5 separate regions of the Mus musculus genome follow, and all the other regions are linked to region 1. The links are chromatin contacts, called in public Hi-C and promoter capture Hi-C maps. All regions are on one chromosome and are shown on one strand. Each heading gives the region's core, a stretch centred on a gene start, on an enhancer-like site or on the middle of the called end of the contact. The rest is flanking DNA. Distances are from core to core; before and after follow the strand shown. Region 1 holds the start of Dnaja2 (DnaJ heat shock protein family (Hsp40) member A2). Region 2 holds the start of Scoc (short coiled-coil protein). Region 3 holds the start of Adcy7 (adenylate cyclase 7). Region 4 holds the start of Brd7 (bromodomain containing 7). Region 5 holds the start of Tent4b (terminal nucleotidyltransferase 4B).

Region 1 (4,792 bases), core at 1,720-4,219:
TTCATAACCAGCTTCATGAGACCTTGTCTTAAAAACTCCAGGCAGGGTTCGCTCTCCCCACCTCAATTCAGTCTCTTGCATTTGTTATTAAAAACATTTTTAGTGAAATAATTGTAAAATATAGTGAAATGGCTATTTTCAGATTGTAGAGGAGCTGTGGAGTCTTAATTCAAAATCAAAGTCCACACCGCTTATATGCTGACAGTTATACCAGGCTAGAAGCCAGTTAGCTCCATGGAAACCAATTTAGGAGAGTTAGCATTGAGGATCAAGTAACGAGGAACACTGCCATGTAAATAATCGAAACAAACAACCATTCTTTTGACTTAAACTACTTCAAAGAATACCCACATTTGAAAATTTCAAACAGGCAACCTCAACAGCATGTGAAAAAAAAAATCTCAGGAAAAATCAACTATTCTTTAAGATCTTGGTTGTTTTGAGACAGGCTTCTATGTATCCCAGGTTGGCCTCAAACTAGCTATTCAGTTGAGTATTTATGACCTTGAAGCCTGATCCTCTTGCCCCTACCTCTCCAGTGTTGTAATTATAGGTAAAGACCACCCAATCTGGCTTACGTCCAGAATTTTGTGTCTGTGAGTTAAGCACTTTATCAACTGACCTGTATTTCTAGAGCACCCTTCCACCCTTTTAAGGCCTGAAGCAAAATACATCTAATTAATGTCACTTAATAAGAACACATTTTAAAGTAAGAACTTTGAAACAAAGGACAAAATATTCTGTAGTCACCCTCTAAGGAACACCGTTTGGAGAAGCATTTTTAAAGAGACTCACTTTAGTGGATGCATCATGTCCTCGCCTCTTCTTCTGCCATTTCGACTTCTACTCTGATTGCCCATAAAGCCAAACAATCCTCCACCAAAAATATGTGAGAAGATATCATCCATGCCACCGCCTCCGCCGCTGCCTTCCCGTAGGCCTTGTTCTCCATATCTGTCATACAGCTCTCGCTTCTCTGGATTTGACAATACTTCATATGCAAAACTTATTTCTTTAAACTATAAAGTAAAAGTAAAAAAATTGGATTTTTTAGTGTAAGGATGTGAGAAAGACTTCAGAAATTCAGAAGCCACTTAACTTCAATAAAAAGCCTTGAGTTTCAGTTGGTTTCCTTTTGGTCCTCTTCATCACCTACTGCTAAATATCTTAGAATTCTCGTTGTAAAACTATAGTCCTCTGACCGTTATCACCATCACTATTATATATGCATATGAGTGTGGGAGTATGTATGGGGGTCAGAGGACAACTTTCTATCCTTCCATTGTGGATTAAGCTCAGGTAGTCAGGCTTATATGGTAGCAAGACTTGGAACACAGAGCTATCTCAATAGCTATAATTTTTCTTATCTTTGAAGAATATTACAAGCAATAGGTTTTACTAAGGTCATTTTCAAGTAAATTAAAATAACAGCGAAAAATTCACTCTGTAGGCATAAATGGACTTTCCTTTCTGGGAGGGTGATATATTTTAAGTTTCAGTTTAAGAATAAAACTCAATGACTTACTTTGTCTCCAGCATTTGGATTCTTATCAGGGTGGTATTCTTTGGCTAACTTTCGGTATGCCTTCAAAAAAGATTTTGGATAAGAGTTATACACAGCAAACAATTTAAGATATTCACTTTTCTGAGAAGCAATGTTCTAAAGTTACAGCCTTCCAAAAAATGTCACTTATTATTTAACGTTTTCCACTTCAATAGTATTTACTAATAATATACCCAAAGTTACTGAAGAAAAATACAAATAAAACAACAAAGAAGATACTGAAACATTTTTTCTTTCTTTTTTTACAAACTATTATCAAATGTCTTTGATGGCCAGTAGCCAGACCAAGGAGACCACAATAACCAAACAAATTTTAGATTGAGTGACTACGTTTTACAGAAACTCAAGCACTACTACAAATTAAGCATAGGATACTTCTACCAAGTATCTCTCCCCATGCTGGCTGGCTCCTCTGCCTGCCCTCTAACAGGACACCCAGGAGGTCCTAAGTGATGTTTTACTCGCACACGGTCGGCTAACTGGGGTCTTAGGTGGTGGTGAAACTACATACTTTCAATTAAGCGATGTGGTTAAGCACCATGTAAGTCCTCACACAGACTCATGAATTATATAACACAGCCTACCATTTCCGGTAGGGTAACAGGAAGTCTTTTTCTTTGGACTTTACCAGTCCCAGTACTTACGGGACATTCTTATTTTTCTCAGTTTACAAATGCGGATTGGATCCCGACAGCCAGAGAAGATGCTGACTTTATTAATACCCCAAGTCCCGAGATGATTTGGAACTACTACAAAGGACAACAATAAGACGTGTCTTATTTTTAGGGAGTGCACGCTCAGGTGTTTGGCTGGGGCACACGACTCATCCCCGAAGCGGCCACGGGGTATTTAGATCTCCAGCCCACAGAACAATGCTTCCAAACAGACCCACGCCGCTCCAGCTGCCGGGCGAGCGAGGCTGAGGGAGGAGCCTGCTCAGCGCCGGGGGCTGCGGCCCTCAGCCCCACACCGGCGCCGGCGGTCAGCTCCTCCCCGGCCCGGCGGCGCGAGCACCGCGGTCCGACCTGTTTTTCCGGGTGGCCCCGGGCGCCGAGCTGGCGGGCCGCGTCTGCGCAGGGCCGGGCGGGCGGAGGCCCAAGGTCAGCCGAGCCGACTGCGCCCCCGCCGCCGCCGCGCCTCAGCCCGGCTCAGGCCGCCCAGACCGCGCAGGCCCCGCGCCCTCGCCCCGCCCGCCGGCCGGCTCGCTCCAGTACCTTCTTCAGCTCGTTCTCGCTAGCGCCGGGAGGGACGCCCAGGATGTCGTACAGCTTCGTGTCGGCCACGTTCGCCATGGCGGCCTGCCGGGCAGCACTCGCAAGCAGGCGGCGGAGCGGAAGGAGCGCGACCCGGACCACGAGCGGCGGCGGCGCAGGCCGAGGAGACGGCGCGGGGAGGCAGGCGGGGCTGAACTTTGACCCGGCGCAGCGCCATGACGTCGCCACAAGGCCCCGCCTCCGGGGCCGGGCGGGGCGGGGTTGGGCGGTGGGCGCCCGAGAGCGGCTGGTGGGGCCCTTTCCTGTCGCCGCTCCGTGACGCGCGAGCGACCGCGGAGTGGAGGGGAGCGGTGTGCGGCGTTCATAAAGAACTCTCGGTGCGGCTGAGGCCTGAGGGAAAGAAGCCGGCGTGGAATCCTCACGGGGTGGTCCCCCCGGGGCCACGGTGAAAAACAGCACGTGGGTGTGAGTGTGTGAGGTTCCCAAATAGCGAGTTACGCCCGTGATGTGATTTCATCAACACCTTCACTAACTCATTTCATCTCCTTAACTTCCCCCTCAGCACCTCTGCGTAGGGGAAACAATTTCATTCATAAATACTCAGATTTATACCTAGCAGACGAGGTTTTAAAGGCATAGCCATCCTGTCACATCGGAGGAAAGGACAAATCTTTTTTACACATTCCCAGTTGGTTTCGGGGCATCCAGATAAACCAAAGTCACCCTGTTCCACCGGGATCATGTGTTCAAGTGTCTCACTTGACAGCTTTAAAATTAGCTAACGCCAAAGGTTTGGTTGGCATAAGACAGTATGGCAGCGTGCCGGCACTTGGTGGCTGTCAGTCGAGTTTCGTTTTGCTTTAGCTTGAAAGATTTCTGTGCTTTACCACATTCCAGAATGTATAGCTTGCCTTCCAACTGGTTTTCCGATAGTAAAACACTTCTGGTCAGTTGAAAACCTGAACTGGGAAACAATTGCTCATTGGCCATAAGTCTGTCAGTGGAGGTGATACACCTTTCTTGTTATTCTTCTTGACCGAGTTTTGGAGGTCCTTCACTGCCGTGCTAAGACTTCTGAAATTTAACCTGAACGCTCAGAAGAGTCTCATGAGAAGTTAGATGCTCCTTCTGCTATTCAAAATGCCCCTTAACCTGTAGTGTTTTCCTTAATTCATAACCTGGTGAACCTTCCTGTCTTATTTGATGTTCGTTTTCCTGATAAGTATGATTTATGACATGAATGCTGTTCTCACATGTGAGTCAAAATTCTTTAATAGAATATAGCTTATCTATCTGGTTTCCAGGACTTATTTGGAGGTTTCTAGCAGGGGACCACAGCTATTTTATACCCTTTTGCCAAAGATTAGCCTCTCTTCTTGATCAAATACCCAGTTTCAGGAAGGGACATACAAAGAAGAAGAGGGAACACTCACCCACACACCCAGATCAGCCAAAATAACCCTGGGGCAGATGTTGAAGTCAGATCATCCTTCTTCTGACTTTGAATTTTACAAAGACCCCTAATCATTCAAGAGTGTAAGTCCTGAAATTAGATTGTATAAGCTGGGAGCTTGGCTCTGCCTTCTTTTAACAGTAAGCTTGGCTCTGCAATGTATTTTCTGAGGTTACTTCCTCAGTGCAAGATGCTATTTATTTTTAATGGTATTTATGGTCTGGGGATGAGGCTTAGCTGGTAGAATGCTTGAGTAGAATACACTAAGGCCCTGGGTTCAGCCTCTAGAAAAAAGAGAAGAAAAGATAGAAAAAAACAAAGGGGGAACTTTGATTCAACTACTCTAATTTTTTATTTAGGCTGCTCTTTGGCTTTGTAATAAATCAATGAATGAATTGGCTTTTTGAGGCCCTGATTCAATCCCCATAACTGCAGAAATGCATTGTGGCAGCTCACACCTGTAATCCCAGTGCCTGGGATGTGGAGACAGAATAGGAGTAAAAGCAATGGTGTGTTAGCTTTATTGTTGGCCTACTTACCTACAGGCTTTTTATACTACCT
Region 2 (5,018 bases), core at 352-2,851, 2.1 Mb before region 1:
TGGGTTTGTTCTGGGAATTTAATACATCCAGCTATGTGTTTGTGTACTTAGTAAGTATTCAACAGATGTTAACAGACCTTCTCATCTCTACTCTCTTGTTTTGACCACAGAAGAAACTTTAGAAAAATCATGTGGCCAAAGGCCTCATATTAGAACTCCTGGCCTAATCTGAGAGTGGCTTAATTCACATCACAGTAGTCCATCCAGAATCAAGGATATAGTCAATGTCCACTCTGCTTTTCCCATCATTCCACCTCGGCTGGCCTTAACATCTCAGATATGAGTTTGACATTTCCCTAATATCCTTTCAAACTCAACCACCAGACTTCTCTTGAACCTGCAATTAATGTTTTCCATCCATCATCCACTCACCAGCAATAGTTTTTTAAATTTAAAAGTCCAATGCACTACAGGAATGCACTGAACACTTTACATATATAGTTTTATCACAACAGAAAGAAAATGCAATTCACAGATGTGGATACTAAGCCTTATAAAGGCTAGAGGCCTTGCCTCATGTTTCATAGCCAAGATATTATTAAGGTCCTAAACTGAGTTTGAAAAACTCAACTCCTTTGGCGTTTCCACAAACAAAACAAATATAAAATTTCATCTGCATCCACTCCAGTGTGATGTTTCTAATCTGTTCATGTTCTGCTTTGACATTTTAGGGCTTTCAAAATCGATGGAAATCGAGGAACTACATCGTCAATAAGGATCAAACTTAAGTTAGATCCCCGGGGAGCTAGCTGCATCCAGTTTAATCATTGGAGCATACAGACACTAGGATTCCTACGCACAGCTTTGAGTCGCAGAAACGGATAACGGTTTGGGGACCTCTGTCCTTCTGGCTATTGCGACGTCTGTCTCTGGTGGTGTAACAGAAACCTTGGCTTTTCGGGAAACTATGATTTCTCCTTCCCAAACCTTACTCCTCAATATTTGTTCCGCAGGACGCCTGAGAAAAGCTGACAAAGAAACAAACCCAGGTTCTAGCAAAGACGTCCCACCCCAGACATGCACGGGCCACCACGCCTGCAAAGCAATCCTAGCACTCGAGAGGCTGAAGCAGAAGAATTGCGGCGAACTGGAAGGTAGCTCGGGCAGCAGAGCGTCTTCTCCTACTACCCGGTCCCATCGCACCCCCACGGCGTCCCGGTCCCGCACCGCCGGGCTCTTCCCACTGAGCCCGCGGCGTGGGGCCGGGAAGGTGGCTGCGCAGCGCTCGGCGGGATGTCGGGCCTCGCGGCGCCGCAATCCAGCACCCAGGCCGCCGCCCGGGTTCCCGTTCCATCCCGCCCCGCCCCACAGGGCCTCGGCGGTCTCCCAGGCCCAGCCCTCGCCGCCCCGAGCCGCCTCACCTTGCGTCTGAAGCGCCGGGAAGAGGCGGGATGGGTAGGAAGCCTCAGGCCGCGCGGCTCTCCGACCAACTGACAGCGTCAGCCCCGCCCTTCCCGCCCACGGAGCGTGCGCCGAGCGAGGAGGCGTCCTCCCACCAATCCTAACTGGAAATTGCACGCCTGCGCACTGGCTGCTGGACGCCTCGACAGGCCTGTGGCAGAGCACCGGGGTCCACCTTTGCCCTAACAAAAGGGCATTGACGACCAATCAGGATTTTTGGGCGTGTCCTAAAAAAGCAGCGACCAATCACGGCGCAGAAGAGAAGATGCGCCTAAGAAAGCGGTCCTCGCTGAGCATCTTTTGTCTCGCCAGGAACCTGGAAAGTGGGGTGGAAAGTCACTCTAGGTTAAAAAAAGAGAGACGGGGAGAGAGGGAGGGAAACAGAGACAGAATTTCTGGAAATTGCCGTGACCAGACTCTAGGAGAGAGATATTTCGTTCACATTCAAGAACAGAGTGAGCAGAACAGTGCAGCGCCCTCCCCCCTCGATTCTAAAAGCACGGTTTCCTTTTTCCCCACTTCTAAAATTAGATAACGCACAAAGCATATACCATTAATGGATGTTTCTCTTCGTACCCCATATTCAGGACAATTTTTAAACTTCCGTTCACCCGACCACGTCATGATTCCTTAGATCAGCAGTCTCCTGATCTCAGTCTCAGAAAACCCAAGGCTTAATTAAAATTGTGTTTCTTATTCAAGTGTACATGTACAATGCCAGACTTTGGGTTGCTAGGTGATTTTCGTGACACTTCATTATAACCTAACCTTTGAAACAAGTATCTTGCTGTTAGCGGTCAGTGACCACAGTATATTCTTACCTGCAAAGCATTCTTGCTTTGACTTTATCAAAACCTCTGAGCTGTAGAGGCCAGCTTACAAATACTTTCTTCTTGGCTTTTCTTTCTTATATAAGGTTCTATTTTTAATTGCATGAATATGTAGCGGTGTGTATGTACTTGCTTGTGCCTGTGCAAGGTGCCTGCAGATGCCAGAAGAGGGAATCAGACCCCTGGGATTGGGGTTACAGGTGGCTGTGAACCATTTGGTGAGGATGATGAGAACTCAACTCAGCTTCCCGTGAAAGAGCAATAAGTACTGTTAACTTCTGAGCCATTTCTACAACTCCCGGGTATCTTAAACCAATCAAGCAGGATTTGCTAACACGTGACCGTAATCCTTTATAAATAAAGTACCTACCATTTAGTGTTTGAGACGAAAGTATTAGGCTTGGACTACAATTCAGGATTTGAAGGAAGGAGAATATGGGAAGAGAGGGAAACCCCAGGTAACGCTAAGAGGAGTGCCAACAAAATAGAATGAATATGGGCAACATTCAAAGAAGGATGGGATTTTCCAAGATAGTGAAGAACACACTTTCTTTTCAAATGCACATGGGCCAGTCATAGAAATGGGCCTGAAAATTTGTTTTTGGTTTTAATTTTTTATTGTATGTATATTTTACTTGCATTTATTTCTCTGAAACACTTGGGTACCTGGTGCCTGAGGACGCCAGAAAAGAGTGTTGGATCTCCTGGAACTGGAGTTACAGACATTGTGAGCTGCCATGTATGTAGGCGCTGGAAATTGAACCTGGATCCTCTGGAAAAGCTGCCAGTGCTCTTAACTGCTGAACTATCTCTCCAACCCCTTCTTTTTTTTTTAATTATATGTATGTGTATATGTATGTATATGTGTGTGTGCATGTGTGCCAGTGTGCACATGAGTGATGAGCCCTCTGAACCCAAACAGGGTGTTATCTGATTCTCTGGAGCTGGAGTTACAAACTTTTGTGAGCCATGCAGCATTGGTGCTATGACCCAAACTTGTGTTCTCTACATAGGAACAGTTCTTGATCACCTCTCCAGCCCCCCAACTGATCTGTTGCCTGAAAAGAAACATCAATAAATTTAGAATAGCTTACACAGTTGGAATCATACAAATTATTTTCTCTGCCTACCTAGAAATTAAGTTTGAAATCAAGAAGAGATATTTTGAAATTCCTGAATAACTGGAAATTAAAATACATACTTCAAGCAAACTGTGAGTCATGGGGTCAGTCGTGGAAAAATATTTTAATTAGGTTTAAATATGAACATATCAAAAATATTTTAATTAATGTGAACATACCAACATATTTAATTAAGTTTAAATGTAAACATCAAAATGTGTGGATGCAGCTGAAGGAATGCTTAGGAACTTTTTTTTTTTACTATTACAGGCTTATTTGGGAAATCAAGGAAGCTTTCAAATAATAAATCTAAGTGTTCCCTTTAAGAAATTAGGAAAAGGCCAGGTGTGGTGGCGCACGCCTTTAATCTCAGCACTTGGGAGGCAGAGGCAGGCGGATTTCTAAGTTTGAGGCCAGCCTGGTCTACAGAGTGAGTTCTGTATATGTGTGTGTTCTGATGCTAAATTGAAGTCCCATCAAGCCAAGCATGTGCTTTAACACTGAATTAAAACAGTGGGTTGGGTTTTGTTTTTTGGGTTTTTTTAAATGGTAAAATTTACAATCAAGGAAAATTCGTCCAGAAAAAGAGAAGGAGACATTACAAATTACCAATATCAGTGATGAAAGCCTGTAGATGTCAAAGACTATAAAGCTACTACAGCAGCCTTGGAGCAGGATCTAGAACTTGGAGGAAACTGGTGATCCTTTGAAAGAAAAAAACACCACCAAAGCTCACAAGAACAGGTGACACCCAGAGCCCATATCTCTATTTTAAACTGTCAGTGATCTGTTCCCACAAAGAACATTCCAGATCCAGAAGGATCTGTGGTAAAATTTTCCAAATGTTTAATAAAATTCAACTCTGTACAAAGTCTTCCAGGAAACACAACAGGAGAGACCATTCTCCAACTCAATGTAAAAAGCCAGCCTCCTGCTAAGACAGTGGTTCACAACCATTTCACAGGGATCCCCTAAGAGCACTGAAAAATGCTGCGGGAAATATTAAAAAAAAAAAAAAAAAAAAAAACCAACGAACCGGCATGTTCCCGAGTTTGTGCCTCTGCCTCGGTGGCCTGGCTGGTCATGAACTGATAGGCAATAGACATTTCTGAAAACCAGGCTATCTATACAAAGTAATCTGGACTGTTCTCCGTTAACTACTCTCAGCCATTTCTAATTAAAATAACTGAAAACACCCTAGCAATAAACTCAGAGCCATGAATTTGTTATTTGGCCCTTAACTCACAAGTTTAGTCCTCTCAGATCAGTTTTATAATAACAGTAATAGAAGGGCTGGGTCTAAGCCCTGTACTTTAAAATTTTTAGTATCAATAGAAGAAATTTATACCAATGAAAACCTTGACTTTGCATCAAAATAAATTCTGTACCAAAATAAGAAATTATGACTTCAGCTTAGTAACAATTAAAAAGATTTCTACCAAATGAGATTATGGCTATGCAATCAATTCTAGCTATTCCTCCCTGCTCCAATTATGGCCATTTCTACATTCACTAGAAACACAACCTATAATAACCCCCTCCAGCCCCAAAGCCCAGGGAACTGGGATGACAACTCTTCATAACTTCTTCAAGCTGAATATGGGCTTTGAGATATTTTTGAGGTGGGGGCAGAAGGGTAGGGAAAATGGAGGAGTTGGTTGACCTT
Region 3 (5,433 bases), core at 2,017-4,516, 2.7 Mb after region 1:
CCCATCCACTACCTAAGGGTAGTGGGCCACCATGCTGGAGGGTAGGGGTGGGGTCAGGACACCCAGTCCTTTCTGGTAAGGTACAGGGTCAAAGGAGAGAACTGTTGTGGACGTGTGGGGGCACTAACAGTGGTGAGCTTCCTTGAAGAGAGGTGCCTGCGCATAGTGTGACTGCTATCTTTGGACTCACTGTGAGATGGCTGGGTGACATGGGACTTTCCATATATATGCCTGACCATCTGATGTTGGTCCCTAGTGCTGGTGTTATAGCATAGGGTTCCCATTTGCCTTGGGTGGGAGATAGGCAATGAAGGTAGGCAGAGCCAGTGGGTAATTCTGGGACAGTCCATGTCCCTTGTTGGTCTCTTTTGTTCCTCCGGTTTCTCATCTGTAAGATGGAGCTGATGGCGCCCCGGAGGTAAATATGAGGTTCTGATACACACTCTGACGGTCAGCTTGTATAGCATCATCTTCCACTGTAGCTTGGGGGAGGGATGGTCCATGGGCTCTGCTCTTGTCCTTTGACCTTCTGCCCTGACGCCCTGGGGAGGGGAATGTGTGCCACAGCATTTCTGGCTAGCCACAGGCATCCGGCTCAACCCGCTGCTGCTCAGGGTTTCAGCATCGCGTCGTGGCTGGCCTTCACCAGTCTTGGTTCAGACCCACCCTGGCTGATGGGTCTGTTGTCCCTCGAGTCCTCTGCTAGGTGGACATGCTGGTGGGTTGAATGGGCAGCAGCCTGGTCACTGTTCTATTTCCCTAGCTGGCCTTCTTCAGGGATACTTAGAACAGAGCTTTCTTGCTGTCATCTGCTGTCTTTGCAGGATGTATGTAGTGTGGCCCCGGGTGTTGGTTTGGCCCAGGCCCTGTGCTCAGCACAGGATGGGGTGGCCAGCCTGGACCGAGTAGGAGGTTCACAGTATTGAGACTTCTAACAGTGTATGGTTAGTTTCTCCTCTGCAGAGGTCAGATGTGATCCCTGTCAGCCTCCCAGGTCTCCCTGTCTTCGTGTCCACTCTTAGCCAGCCCTCTGACTTGCTCACAGCACTGGCTTGGCACTCCCCTGCTGCTTGTCTGTGCAGTCTCTCTGCCCATCCATGCAGCCTCCATGCCGCACACACTACAGCACTTAACCTGGTTGGCATTCCTCTGAGGGGAGCCCTTTCAGGAGTCCTAGGCTCCACCAAGAGGGCAGCTCCATGTGTCTGCCTGTCTCTGTGGGCAACCTCCCGACATCTTTCTTATGCCCTCTCCTGTGTCCATCCCTGTCCCTCACCCCCACCCAGGGCTGGCCACTAAAAGGAATTCCCTGCCTCTTTGAAATCTCGGCTACTGTAGGCCATTTCTCAGCAGTGCTTTCTGAATCGCTAGGGCCACCTTCTTTGCTTTCTCCCTGGACATCAGCACCCAGCTGGTCCTTACAAAGTGGCCATGACAGAGGCCTGGCTCCTGGAAGGAAGGAGCTTATGCCCCCTTTACATAATGGCCGGCTGAGATCTGCGGAGCACAATTCTCTCTGAAGGGTCGGAAGGGTGCCAGTGATGGATGCTTCTAGAGCCTGGATTGTCATCTGGCCCTCAGTGCCCTATTGAGGCCCAGCTACCTACCTTGGAAGTGGCTTAGTCTCATGTCCTGGGGTCAGTTGACTTACGTCACTGATGACTTACATCAGCTCCCCAGGCTGAGCAGGGAGAAGCACAGGGCTCTGAAGCACAGGAGGGACAACCCAGGGCCACTGGGCTCTGCAGCGATCAGGCCAGCATGCATTTCCCCATGAGTGCTGTGGGATGGCACAGCCCTGACCACACGAGTATCTCTCCCTCAGCAAGGAGAATGTGGGCTCGGGACCCATCCGGTGGTCACGGGACCCATCCAGTGGACATGTCTGTCCCTCTCCTTTATTTATTTATTTATTTATTTATTTATTTATTTATTTATTTATTTATTTATTATTTAATTCACTTTACATCCTGATCACAGCCCACATCCTCTAGATCCAATCCCACCCTTACAAGTACCCCCCCATTGTCCCCCTCCCCTTCTCCTCAGAAAAGGGGAGCCCCCACTTGGGTACCACCATTTTCTAAGAATGTCACCTTGTCCTTTGGGCTTCAGTCTGTTCATTTCCATGGCAGGCTGGCCGGCCCTGCTATCAATCACAGGAGGCTGGGACAGGCAGCCCGCCCCTGCTCCCCACACCTATCTCCAGGACCCCATCTGGCTGGGAAGGAGGCTGGAGGTGATGCTCTCATGGGGCCCCAACTAATGGGAGGCAGCCTCTTTTGAAATACCAAATGCCCCAGGGAGATGCATGGGGATACCAAGGGGCTCTGGGGGGCAGAATGGGGCACGGCTGCATCCCTTTCCCTGCCAGGGGAGTCAGGGGGAAGAACTGCTTGGTGGTGGGCAGGGGTGGGCAGGCAGGAAGATGGATACCTCTGGGAAGAGCTTTCTGGTCCTTGTATGTCAAGGTTGCTTAGGCTGCAAACCTCATGCTTAGAGTAGGCTAGCATGACCCTTCGAGGTCATGGTGCTGCTGATGGTATGCTGCCTTTTGTATGAAGCCCCTAATAGTTAGGTACCACTACCAGTTCATTCTTTGTATCTGGAGGCTGAAGCCCAGAGAGGTTACTAAATGTGGCTAGGCCACACAGCACCTTCCAGGTGTCTGAGCTCAGAACTTGCACTCTGAACCTCTAGGCTCTCCTGTTTTTCCATTGTGAGCACAGGCGGCACCTTGTCCACCCTCCCATTTCCTTTCCTCATTTAGTAGTTGGTCACGTGGGTCCCCTGTCCCCACATGTGTTGCACAGGAACCCTGTGTTATTTTGCTTCTTGTGGCTTCAGCACCTTACCCTGGTGTAAGGCAGGAGTCCAGAGAGGAACTGGTGATGGGGCTGCGGTGGATCCCTTCGTTCTTTTAGCACTTGTAGACTTAGAGGGTGGCTTTATGGAGGTCAGATGGGATCCTCCACACTTGGGCCTGCCTACACTGCCCACTGGGTGCTGGCTCTATTGCAATGTGGCATAGGATCTGCACGCCTGCCCTGCAAGATGCTGAGCAGTGCTCAGCCTGTGAGGAGGTACCTTACACCCCCGCAGTAACAGGCTAGGGCAGCCCTGGGGAAGCCAGGTGGGAGGGACCAAGTGGTCTTCCTGGAGGAGTTGGCTAAGTGGATGTGCTATGAGGTGGGTGATGGGCAGCATTTTCAGGCCACTCAGACTCAATGATGAAAGGGCGGGGCTTATTTGGGGAAGCAAAATCAGTCAAAACCCACAGCCACCAGGAAGACCCAAGAAGTTGCCGAGAGAGTTTTGGGCTGGGGTAAGCGAGGGGTTTGGGGTTCTTGGTGTTCTGGCCAGGTACAAGGGTCCCTGGAAAATTGTCCTCAAGGGAGGCCAGGGTTTAAGGAGCAGGGCCTGCTGGGACAAAGGCTCCATGTGTGAACCTCTAGTGTCCAGTCTACAGCCTAAGCTCTGGAAGGCTGAAGTTTGGGGAGACCAAAGGAGGGTACCCATGCTTCACATAGCTATGGAAAGGGCCTCTGAGTCCAGGGCCGGTCTAACTTTGGAGGTGAGACAGTGGTTTAGGTGACACAGGGGTTGCTTTCCCTGAAGGCTTTTCCCTCTCAGGCCTGTCCCTCCCCCGTTACAGACAGGTCCTATTGACCTTATAGGGCTCTCAGGAAGCCTGGGAAGAGAGTCCTTCAGGACCTTGGGCTAGGGAGGCCTTTCTACAGCGAGTGCTTGCTGTGTGGGCTGTTGAGACTTCTGAGGTGGGTAGTAGCCTCAAGCTTGCTGTTGGGACAGAGGCCTTGCTGGACTCCCTAGGTGGCCTACTGGGTTCTGGTGGGGCAGGCTGCTCACTTCTACCTATCAGTCCTTTGCTGGAAAAGCAGGACAGCTCAGGAACCCTGGAGTGACCAGGCCAGGAGAGGGCGAGGAAATGCCTGGGCCGTTGGAGCTATGCAGAGGGAGGTGGAGCTGAACTGTTTTTTGAATTTTGTTCTCTGCCCAGTGTGGCCTGGAAACTGAGGCACATGGTCACACTCTGGCACTAGGAGTTATCTTCTTGCCTCCTTTCCCCAGGGAAGAAGATGTCTCTACCTGGAAGCTCCCAGGAGACAGCTGTGGAGCCCACGAGAGCCACAGGGCCTTGACCTCATCTCTTCCCACCATCCAAGAGGGCAAAGTCAGGTTGGTCCCTGTTAGGTCTCTCCACCCTGGTAGTGGGGCCCCTGACTGCCAGAAAGGGGGAGGTGTCACCATGGCTTGGGGAGACTTCCTGGGGGAGGAGTTCTAAGCTGGGTCTGGGAGACTCCAAAGCTAGCATTTCCTAAAGGAAGTTCATTATTGCAGTGCAGAGAGAGGCCCCTTAACCAGTAGCGGGTCTCCTGTAAGTCAGAGGTTCTCAACCTGTGGGTCACAACCTTTTTGGCAAGCCTCTACCTCTAAAAATATTTACATTATGATTCATAGCAGCAGCAGAATTACAGTTATGAAGTAGCAGTAAAAATAATTTTATGGTTGGGGGGTCACCATGACATGAGGAGCTGTATGTATTAAAGGGTCGCAGTGTTAGGAGGGTTGAGGCCCACAGCTGTTGAATGCTGACTTGTTCATATGTATTATAGGGGCTTTAAACGGGAGAGGAGAGACGACTCAGCACTCCTCGTGATAAGGCCCTGTGGATGTGTGGCTAGCTTGCTCTGTCCTGTGCGTCAAGGAATGCAGGTGCAAAGGTAAGAATGAGCCTGGGGTCTGGAGAGATGGCTCAGTGGTTAGGAACACTTGTTGGCTCTAGCAGAGGACCTGCATTTGGTTCCCAGCACCCACATGGTGGTTCACAACCATCTATAACTCCATTCTAGGAGATCTGACACCTGACCTATGAAGGCACCACATGCCATGGTACACATACATATATTCTCGGGCAAAACGCACACATAAAATAACATTAACTAGTTGGAGATAGAGAGATGGCTCAGGTGGTAAGGGGCACTGGCTGCTCTTCCAGAGGACCCAGATTCAATTCCCAGCAGCCACCTGGCATCTCACAACCATCTGTAGGTCAAGTTCTAGAATATCAGGTGCCCTTTCCTGGCCTCCTCAGGGGAGGCATACATATGGTGCATACTACATGAAGGCCAAATACCCATATGCATCGCGTAAAAAATAGATTTTAAAAATAAAGTAATAAATCAAATTGAGAGAGAGAGAGAGACAGCCAGAATGAGAGAGAATATATTAACCTGGACCTTGGAGTGAGGCAGGCCTGAGTTTGAATCTCAGCCATTCCAGGCAGCTTTGGACTGTAGGCTAGGATGACAGAGGTGTGTGCCAAGGTTAGCAGTGGCTTCTGGAAAGCCAACCTGTTTCCCACACTGGCGGCTCTGAGGAAGGCAGACCACTTTTTCTCCTTGCCATGTCCAG
Region 4 (5,354 bases), core at 1,114-3,613, 2.8 Mb after region 1:
AACAGACTGCCAAGCAGTGACCACCAAAGCAACACCCACGTGACCTGGAAACTTTTAAGATGTACATTCTTGAGCTCAGAAGATAAAGTTGAGTTCTCTCCTAAACAACACAAAAAACTAAGACAGAGAATAAAAACATTAGAGGGAAGAAAGTGATCAGAGAGGTACTCCAGTCACTAAACACCTGAGTTGAAAGCACAGCATCTACTGTAAAGTGACGATGCAGGAGAGAGGCAATCCCAAAGTTCCAAGAAAGCAAATGCTGGTCACAGGCTAAATCAGGGCGCTGACCAGCAGCCAGAAAAGACATAAAGTCTGCTGAATTGGTGCCTACATTGGACAGCTTACAGCTGCCTGTAACTCCAGCTCTAAGGAATTTGACACCCCCTTCTGGGCTCCACAAGTACCTACATGCACTTAACCCCATGTCCTAAATTTTAAAATTCTGAGAGAAAATATCTTTCAATTTAAATTTCTGTTCTGACTCAAACTCTGTATCTGTATGAGAAGTCTACCCAAGGGCAAGGATTTTTAAATATGAAAAGCATACCAAAATCTACCTGTTCAAAGTTTTTCTTAGGCTTCTCAGCCAGCGATGGTGGCCCACATGCATAATCCCAGCAAAAGGAAAACCAGAATGACGGACATACACTGAGTTCTAGGCCAGCTGCATACCTGATGCCCAAATACCCACGAATATAATCAAGACAAGCCTTGTCGAACTCATAGGTAAAACAATTTACATGTTCACTTTCAAAACTCTCAGTTAAAACAAAGACTCATGCCTGTGTGCTTTTGTAATTTAGGAAATGAAAATATAAGCCAGCCTGACCCAAGACTGTGACTATTGCCATAGTCAAGCTAAAGGTCATAAAATTCTGGGCAAAAAAGAATAAATTTAAAACATTCCTCCCCCCCCCCCCAATAATTTAAGACATTTTAAAGAGACAATCTCTAAGGCTTGGCCACTCATCAATGACTGTATAAAGCAAAGAAAAACTCTAAAACTAAGCCTCAGAAAGGATGACTTTCAAAAAGTACTAACGCATTTTAGTAAGCACTTGAGGGCAGGCAGCTAACATTTTGGAAGGGCAGAATTCTAGGGCAATTCCAGATATGGGTGGACTCACCTTTGAGAAGAAAGTTAACCCGCACTATTCAACCTACCTGGCAAATCAAGACATTAGCTACTTACTCTTTTCTAGTTAATGAAAACGGTTGCTTATTTTGTATTAAGCAGCACAGGTTGGCCGCAGTCTCCTGCGCGCTGAGATCACAGGCACGTGCCATCACGCCGCGCCAGCTCCATTTGTCATTAAAATAACTTATTTCAGGAGAACACTTGGGACACCTGTAGATCGCCTTCACTTCTGAAGAACAGCTACGTTTGACAAACCTCCCAGGCTTTCCGGTGAGTGACTTCTCACCCTTCCAAGACAATTATAAAAAAAACAGCCTTTGAAGGAGTCACGGAAGACCAGGACTCGGCTGCTTACAGGATGTGTGGGGACAGCACGGGTGCTCGAGAGGACACTTGGGACAAGACTTGCTGAGCGCCCAGGTGACCCAGGCTTCTGGTCTGTCTCACTCCTCCACAAAGCCAGACTTCCCAGACGTCTGGGTGTCGCACTGGAACAGGCTAAGGAGGCTGGGAACTGGAGCCCGGGGCCATAAGCAACAAAGCCCCCTTTACCTTGACTCTTCTCCGTTTTCTCCCCTTCTCTTCCCCCGGAGCCTGCTTCTCGCCTTTCTTCCTCTTTTTCCGTTTTCTGTCCTTGTGTTTGTCATGGTCGCTTCTGTCTTCGAAGAGGCTGGAGTCGTGCCCGGAGCTGCCCGTGGAGAGCTCGGTGACCTCGCTCCCCCCGACTTTGAGGACCAGCTTCAGGGGCTTCTCCACGTACTCTGAAACAAGAGCAGGACGCGGGGCTGAGCCGGGGCCGGCCGAGGGCGGGCGCCCCACCTCCCAGCGCCCCACGAACCCCCGCCGGGACCGGCAGGCCCGAGTCGAACGCCGCCCCGCCGGGGGCGATCTCCGCGGGTCGGGGCCTTGCGGGCAGGGGACGGCGCGGCTCCGCAGGCAGGCCAGCCGCTCCTCACCCTCGTAGAAGTGGCGGTCCGACTTGTGCTTCTTGTGCTTCTTGCCCATGTCCGACCGGGCCCCAGAGCCCGCCCCCCGCGCCAGGCCCAGGCCGTGCGGCGCCGCTTCCGGTCCGGGCCAGGCGAGCGGAGGGCGGGAGCGGGGCCCGCGAGAGCCCGCGCCGCGAGGCAGGGGGACGGCACGCGCCCGGCGGCGCGAGGTCCCTCACGAGAAAAAAAAAAAACCACGCGCGGGACGCGACCGAAGCGCGACACCAGTGGCGAGAGGGCGAGAGGCCGGCAAACCAGCGGGAAAGAGAGGCCGCCGAGCGGACGGGATGCGGTCTGCGGCGCGTGGCGGCCCCTGGCGGCCGGAGGCGGCGCTGCAGCCTGTGGTGGAGGGCGGGGCTGCGGCTGGGGGGCGGGCTCAGAGGCGGGGCCTGTCTTGACTTTCTTTTTCCATCCCCGACGCTCTTCCCTGCTTTCCTGAATCCTTTTAACTTTCCTTGGCTTTTGTTTCTTGTCTTTAGCAATATTATTGAACTCCATCTGTACAGGATCGGGCAGACCCAAGAATATGGGTCCTGCCAAGCCTAACGATCTCCGTTCGCTCTCCAGGTTCCACATGAAGGAGAGAATCGACTCCTGAAAGTTGTCCTCTAATGTTTACATTTATATATATTCTTGCACAAATAAATAAATGCATACAGAAAAAAACCAAAACAAAACAAAAACAAAGGCTTGTTCATGATAGAATAAAGCCTCCAAGATGTTAACTAAATGAAACGCACCAAGTGTGCAGCAGTGTTGTTCAAAAGTGAGACCGGAAGTGAAGGTGTGGTCTGGATTCAAAGGCTGGAAACAGTACTGCTTACTTTATTTCAGGTGACCAGGACGGTATAGGGGTGGATTCTTTTACTTTTATGCTTTTCTTTGTGGTTTAAAAAACAATTTATATGCTAAAGTAACTGGAAAGAAAAGGAAGCTAAGGGTCTAGAAATTAGCTAGAACTTGCCTCCGAAAAGGTGGTGGGGTTGCAGCTATTGGCTCCCCAGGGAGGCACAGGCTGCCTGCTGTTTTGTCTGCTTCTCACCCCCATCAGTGCCGTTCCTGTTCTCTTATCTCTGGATGCCCAGCCCTTCTGGGCAGTGGCTCACTGACAATTTTGTCTACTGGCACTTACCCAGATGGGCCACGTTAAGATCTGCTTGTGCTGGGTGTGATGGTGCATGCATGCATGGCTGTGCTGGCCTATCCCGGCCCTCAGGTTGAGGCAGGAGGACTGAATCCCAGACTAGCCAGGGCTACATAGTAACATGCTATCTAAAAATAGAGCTCACTGTTGCATGTGCAGAGATGTCTAGGGAAATAAAGTGCACGCTCTCTCTCTCTCTCTCTGTGTGTGTGTGTGTGAGACAACTTTACAAAATAGCAAGAGCAGGTAATATTCATATTCCCATTTTATAGAGGAGGAAATGGATGCCCAAAGAAATAAGATAGGGGTCAGATGTAGAATCAGTATTCAAATCCAGGCTTGAACTGGAGTCACAATCCTTTTCATTAGTTAGTACACACAGTGCAAAGTGTCTTTACTGCACTTTTAGCCTTCTAGTGGCCTATACATTTTATAAAAATCTCATTTTTTCCTCAAGAAAGAATCTAACCGATCCTTTCTACTGTACTCAGAAGTGGACTTGAGAGTGGAGAGAAGATGCAGGAGTTAAGAACACTTGCTGCTCTTCCAGAAGACCTGGGTTCGGTTCCCAGTACTTACCCCCATCCACCAGCTCACAGCACCTGTAATTCCAATTTCAGGGTGTCTCCTGGCTCTTTAGGCACCTGTGTTCATTTAGTGCACATAGATCCATGCAGCCACACGCACACACATAAATTAAAACAACAACAACAACAAAAACCAACAACAAGTTGGACTCTTGGATGGCTTTTTCCTGGAAGGTTTGTTGTTTATCTTTGTGTGTGGTATGCTAGGTGTGTAAACCCCTGTAGGGAACCTCGAAGTCAGCTCAAGACACTCCAAGGCCAAATTCTCAGCACAAAGATTTACTTGCTTTAGAGGTACAAAGGTCAGGGACTGAGAGACAAAGACAGGAGATAGAGGACACGGAGAAGGGGACAGGAACAAGGGAGAGGAGTAAGGGGTATTTGCCCTTGACAAAGGACTGCCTCTGGATACAAAGGAGACAGACAGTGCTCTTAGGTAAAAGGAGAAAACTGTGTGTTAAGATGAGGTGTTTAATTTTGATTGTGCATGTTAATTAGGTGAGCCAAAGGGGGCTTTTGATGGCTGGACTTCAATACTTTGATAGCTGGACCTTGGTAGGCAATCTCAGGAGGAGGAATTAGCCAAACAAGGGAATAGACCTTGGTGGCTAGCTTTATATATTTAATCTAATGGTTTTGAGCAAGGTAGAGGGAATGGGGAGAAGGACAGGGCCTGTTAGAGCCATGCTTGCCACACTCGAGCTGGCCAGAGTCCCTTTACCGCCACATTTTAGGTAGTGCCGAGCTACCCCTAGACCTGTAGCTTAGCCTTGAATTCCAGTGTTGAGATGATAGGATGATATTTTAGGACCCTGCCATTTGCAAGTGATAGGAAACTGAATTTGAGCTGGGCATAAGGCTCTCATGTTTAATCCAGTACTTGGGAGGCAGGGGCAGGGGAAGGCAGAGGCAGAGGCAGAGGCAGAGGCAGAGGCAGAGGCAGAGGCAGAGGCAGAGGCAGAGGCAGAGGCAGAGGCAGAGGCAGAGGCAGAGGCAGAGGCAGAGGCAGAGGCAGAGGCAGAGGCAGAGGCAGAGGCAGAGGCAGAGGCAGAGGCAGAGGCAGAGGCAGAGGCAGAGGCAGAGGATCTTTGCGAGTTTGAGACCAGCTTGGCTTACAAAGAGTTCCAGGCCAGTCAGGGCTGTTGCCCTGTCTCGATAAACCAAGAGGAGGAGGAGGAAGTGGAAGAGGAGGGAAATGTGGGGGAGGAGGAAGAGGAAGAAGAGGAGGCAGAGGAGGAGAAGGAACAAGAAGAAAAAGAGAGAGAGAGAGAGAGAGAGAGAGAGAGAGAGAGAGAGAGAGAGAAAGGAAGGAAGGAAGAAAGAAAGGAAGGAAGGAAGGAAGAAAGACAGACTCAATGTGAATTATTTCAAGTCAATAAAAAGGAGATTTACCAGTTTACTTGTCTCAAAGGGGAGAGTGGTAAACAAGAATTTGGTGCTATTGGTCCCTACCACACCTTCTCAAGCTTCTATCCACTCCTACCCCATATAGTTGG
Region 5 (4,771 bases), core at 1,986-4,485, 2.6 Mb after region 1:
TTCTTTCTTTCTTTCTTTCTTTCTTTCTTTCTTTCTTTCTTTTTTTTTTTTTTTCGAGACAGGGTTTCTCTGTATAGTCCTGGCTGTCCTGGAACTCACTTTGTAGACCAGGCTGGCCTTGAACTCAGATCCACCTGCCTCTGCCTGTTGAGTGTTAGGATTAAAGAAGTGTGCCTCTACTGCCTGACTATTCCTTTTTTTGTTTTGTTTTGTTTTGTTTTGTTTTGTTTTGCTTTGTTTTGTTTTAATGTGGGTGTTTAAGTCTTCATGCTTACATGGGAGGCACTTTACCTAACAAGCTATCTCTGGGTCAGATGATTTTTTTAAGGAATCTTTGAGAATATATACTCTAAGTGTCTATGCCACACATTCAATATTTAATTAAATCACTTTATTATTTTGTACACAAATCAGATTTCTACCTCAGGACCTTTGGACTTACTACTCCATCAAAGAAATCATTCTGTAAATGATCACGGCTTCGTCTCTTACCTAAGTCCTTCCTCAAATAACACTACCTCAGAGCAGCCTTCCCTGCTTAGCTCATCTAAAAATAGGATTCCTTTAGCCTGCTTTTTCCCCTTAGCACTGACCAGAGTGGGATTATATGCTTGCTTCACTCACTGGACACAAGGTCCATGAAGGCATGGACCTTATCAACATTGTTCTTTGCTGTATCCTCAGAACCTGGTATATAATTGCCTCTTGACATATTTGTTGAATTAATTGAATGGATTGAGTTTGAATATTTACCTCTCTTTGCCTCCTCATTCAGGCAGTAAATTCACGGAAAGCTGCCAAATACCCTGGTTGATTAACTTCTCTAAGGTCACTTTAACTTAGCTCTGTGTGGAGGATAGATAGCTCAGGATCTGCTGACAGCTTGAAGGAGTGGCTAAGTTACAGGCAGGACTGGGCCGACTGGGCAGGGTTGGGCAGCCAGCATTCCTTGCTGCTGCATGATATCCCTGAGGGTGGTAGCTCACCCACATTTGATTTGATTTTATTTTTGTTTTTGATTTTTGGGTTTTTTTTTTTTGTTTGTTTGGGGGGGGACGGGACAACAGGGTTTCTCTGTATAGCCCTGGCTGTCCTGGAAATCACTCTGTAGACCAGGCTGGCTTTGAACTCAGAAATCTGCTTGTCTCTGCCTCCCAAATGCTGGGACTAAAGGCATGCGCTACCATGCCCGGCTTACATTTGAATTTATAAAGTACTTTTACAATTTTTTATTTTTATGTACATTAGAGTTTTGCTTGCATGTAAGTCTGTGTTGTGTGTCAGATCCCCTGGAACTGGACAGTTGTGAGTTGCCATGTGAGTGCCGGGATTTGAACTTGGGTCCCCTGGAAGAGCAGCCAGTACTCTTAGAGGCTTTAAAGGTTGAGCCATCTCCAGCTCCTATAAAGTGCTCTTGTATATCATCTTATTTGATCATTTTTGCTAGCCTCTAGTAGTTCTTCACATTTGCTGAAAGAAAAAAAAATAGCTCACATACAACAAATAACTTTTGTTAAGGTACTATTGTAATGGAAAAAAAATTAAATATACAAAAATGTAAAAAAATACCAATGGCAGTGACTTATAACATGACATTTGCAGAAAAGTGCAAAATAACTGAATGTCTTGTATTTTGACATGTATTGTACAGAGACTTGGGGAAGAAATGGAAACATTTAATAGTGTGTCTTCACTTTCATGTGTGTGTGTGTGTGTGTGTGTGTGTGTGTGTCCCCGTCCGGAAAAGGAGGGCTTGAGTCTCAAGTTGTTATGTAGCTATGGATGGCCATGAATCGGAGATTCTCCTTTCCTGCTGAGGGTCTGGCACCAACCTCAGGGCATTTCGTGTGCTAAGCAAGCACTCTAATAGAGTTACAATTAGCTCAGCCAGTGGTCATTGTATTCTTTTTTTTTTTTTCCCCCTAAGAAAAAACGTAGAGCAATGATTCATTCTGTGACAAACAGATTTTTAATCCTTTGCAAAATAAGTAAATAAACAAAACCAATCACCACCACCCCAAACTTTCCAGGATATTGAACTGGGCACAGAGCCAAAACTCAAGTGTCAGTCAGGGACTCGGTTCTGGAATTTGCAGCGAGCTTGAAGCATGCGCACAGTAAGTGTTCTAGTCTTCTGGATAATGTTAATTACTGACAACCACCCCCTGCCCCCTTTTTGGTTATTTTTCGCGCCAGAAGAAAGCTACACAAATGGGCATTCTATGAAAAACGATCATTAACCGCAACGGTAGTGTGATTTTAGGTTTAAAAGGCTTCGAGTATTCTTAGTTATGAAAGTTGAGGGGCTTTGAGCTCGTAAGTGCACCTTGGAACAGCCGCGCTGTGTGGCCCTCCAGCCGGGCAGCGGTGCCAGCACTCGCGACCCAGAGGCCGCTGAGACCGCTCCGGAACCGAGATGCGCGTGCAGCCGCGTGCTAACCCGGCCCTTGAGCGGAAGCCCGCCCTTCTCGTGCTCGCGCGGCGCGCGGCCAGGAGCCCCGGGGCCGCGCCGGGACCGAGGGGCGGAGCCGGCGGTCCGGAGCGGGGTGGGCGGCGCAAACCAGTCACTTTCCGCGGAGTCGGCAGCCGCCTCGTGTGCCTCGGCGGCGCTTGAGCGGCAACAGAGTCCTGCGGCGGCGCGCGCGTCCGAGGTGCCCGGAGGCCCAGGTACGTGCGACCCCAGCTAAGCTAGCGCGGGACGGTTGACCAGGCGGTTGCGGCCCCGCTGCCTGCAGCCTGCCGCGGCCTCTGTGACGCGCGGTGCGGCCTCGGGGAACCCGCGGACGGCTGGCAGCAGGGACGGGGCGGGGCGAGCGCGGCGGCGGGGCAGGCGGAGCGGAGCGAGGGGCGGAGCCGGCGGAGGCCCCGCCCCGGGGCCGAGCAGCACGGACGCTACGGAGCAGGCGCGTCCCGCTGCCGCCGCCGCTGCCGCCGCCGCCGCCGCTGCTGCTGCCGCCGCCGCCACCACCGCCGCCGCCGCTCGCCCTTCTCGGGATCCGCCGCCGCCATTTGCACGGGAACCCCGGTGACAGGGGCTCGGCGGAGGGGCGGAGGGAGGGGGGAGGGCCTGCGAGCCCCGAGGGCGGGAGCGACGCCGCCGGCGCCGGCCAGGCTCCCTGCGCTACCGCGCCGCCCGTGGCGGAACCCGGGTGGCAGCGGCGGCGGCGGCCGAGGGCGGGCGTGCGCCTGAGGCAGCGGCGGCGGCGGCGGCCCTGCGGGCGGCCGGGAGGGGCGGGGGCAGCGGCCGCCGCCGTTTGATGGATCCGAGGATCGCCTGGTTCCAGCCAGAGCAGCTCGGACCGTCCAATAGTCTGTGGATGCAGATCTGGGAGACGACCCAGGGGCTGAGGAACCTCTACTTCAACCACCACTGTCACAGCAGCGGCGCGAGCAGCGCGAGCGGCGGGAGCGGCAGCGGCCCCGGCAGCCCCGGCGGCACGGCCCCGGCCCCGGCCGGCATGTTCCGCTCGGGGGAGCGCCCACTGGGCGGCCTCGCCGTGCCCGCGGAGCAGCGGGACTTCCTGCCCCTGGAGACGACCAACAACAACAACAATCACCACCAGCCGGCGGCCTGGGCACGGCGGGCATCGGCGGGCCCCTCGGCGTCGCCGGTCCCATCGGCTCCCTCGTCCCCGCGACCGGCGGCCGCACTCCCCGCCTCCGAGTCTACCGACCCGGCCTCGGGCAGCAGCAACAAGAGGAAACGTGACAACAAGGCCAGCACCTACGGACTCAACTACAGCCTGCTGCAGCCCAGCGGAGGGCGCGCGGCCGGAGGCGGACGGGCGGACGGCGGCGGGGGCGTGTACAGCGGGACCCCGTGGAAGCGACGGAACTACAACCAGGGAGTCGTGGGGTGAGTGCTGGCGTCGTGGCCTGCGTCTTGGAGGGTCGGCACACCCGCACAGCGGGGAACACGCCCACAGGCGGGAGGGGGGGATGATGGGTGGGGGATGGGGAGCCCCAGTGGGGCCTCCAGAGCATCGGTGGCCATTCATTCCTTCATAGCTTGACCAGTCTCGGTGGACCTTTCTTTGGAATTCCTTTGGAAAAAGTGGAGCTATCCTCTCCTTTTCGTAGTCATCTCTACCTTCCTCCTCTCCTAACTGTCCACACCTTCCCGATGCATTCTTGCTTGTCCTTCTCCTGGATCTTTCTATGCTCTAGAATTCAGCCTGCCCTCTGATCCCTTTCTGTCCTCCACACCTTGCTCCCCACCACCACACCCCAAGATGAAGCCCCTTAGCATCGGGCTAGTTAACTTCCTGAGAACGTTTCTGCCTTAGCGTCTTTAGATGTTAGGACCAGGAGGTGCTCTTCTTGCCAAGAATAGAAACATCCAGAATGCTCCTTCCCCTCCCCCAGTCCACGACGAAAATCTCCTCAGCCCTGAAAGACACTGCCTGCTCTTGATCCTTTGGCCCATCTTTTATATTTACTTAAGGAAAAAAAAAAAAAAAGCCAGTGTTTGCCATGTCTGTCGTGAGCAGAAAGCACTGAGTGACAGCTAGCTTGAAGTTGTCATAGATGGTGAGCTTTTCTGAGCCCTGACAGAACTTTGCAGGAGTTCATGGTCGGCAGCTTCTCACTGTGAGGTTGTCACTGTGGCAGAGGTAGCAGTGGTTTTCATTTAGGGGTGCTGGTGTTAGTGTGTGAATGTTGCACCACCGGTGACTTTGTGTTTAAAGTTCAGCTCTTACAAAATGGAATCTTACCTGAGCCCTAGTGAATTATGTACATAAGCTGGGAATGTTTCCAGCCTGCTTTTCCT

Evidence for each region. Promoter capture Hi-C pulls out the DNA fragments that hold promoters and counts their contacts. A called contact is a pair of places that touch in the nucleus more often than the background predicts. Capture Hi-C pulls out chosen DNA fragments and counts their contacts.
Region 2: a promoter capture Hi-C map of adipose tissue shows a contact between it and region 1, with 3 times the contacts expected there. The contact joins the promoter of Scoc here to the promoter of Dnaja2 in region 1. A contact is called at or near these places in 1 of 39 promoter capture datasets (pre-B cells), 1 of 484 Hi-C or Micro-C datasets (embryonic fibroblasts) and 1 of 9 other capture datasets (adipose tissue).
Region 3: a promoter capture Hi-C map of pre-B cells shows a contact between it and region 1, with 2.8 times the contacts expected there. The contact joins the promoter of Adcy7 here to the promoter of Dnaja2 in region 1.
Region 4: a promoter capture Hi-C map of adipose tissue shows a contact between it and region 1, with 5 times the contacts expected there. The contact joins the promoter of Brd7 here to the promoter of Dnaja2 in region 1. A contact is called at or near these places in 1 of 39 promoter capture datasets (pre-B cells) and 2 of 9 other capture datasets (adipose tissue and liver).
Region 5: a Hi-C map of B cells shows a contact between it and region 1, with 8 read pairs. The contact joins the promoter of Tent4b here to the promoter of Dnaja2 in region 1. A contact is called at or near these places in 4 of 39 promoter capture datasets (erythroid cells, hippocampal neurons, liver and 1 more), 2 of 484 Hi-C or Micro-C datasets (B cells and muscle stem cells), 1 of 115 datasets of contacts at active chromatin or transcription factors (astrocytes) and 1 of 9 other capture datasets (liver).

What each region holds. Positions count from the first base shown.
Region 1 is chr8:85,552,392-85,557,183 of GRCm38.p6, forward strand. It overlaps Dnaja2 (DnaJ heat shock protein family (Hsp40) member A2), which reads right to left and starts at 2,970. Exons shown (of 9, transcript NM_019794.5): 1 at 2,779-2,970; 2 at 1,526-1,585; 3 at 796-1,019. The coding sequence starts at 2,856.
Region 2 is chr8:83,441,061-83,446,078 of GRCm38.p6, forward strand. Scoc (short coiled-coil protein) reads right to left here and starts at 1,602. Exons shown (of 4, transcript NM_019708.4): 1 at 1,362-1,602.
Region 3 is chr8:88,290,938-88,296,370 of GRCm38.p6, forward strand. It overlaps Adcy7 (adenylate cyclase 7), which reads left to right and starts at 3,267. Exons shown (of 28, transcript NM_001037724.4): 1 at 3,267-3,325; 2 at 4,090-4,197; 3 at 4,635-4,742.
Region 4 is chr8:88,359,809-88,365,162 of GRCm38.p6, forward strand. Brd7 (bromodomain containing 7) reads right to left here and starts at 2,364. Exons shown (of 17, transcript NM_012047.3): 1 at 2,098-2,364; 2 at 1,694-1,902. The coding sequence starts at 2,146.
Region 5 is chr8:88,196,647-88,201,417 of GRCm38.p6, forward strand. It overlaps Tent4b (terminal nucleotidyltransferase 4B), which reads left to right and starts at 3,236. Exons shown (of 12, transcript NM_001372333.1): 1 at 3,236-3,856. The coding sequence starts at 3,258.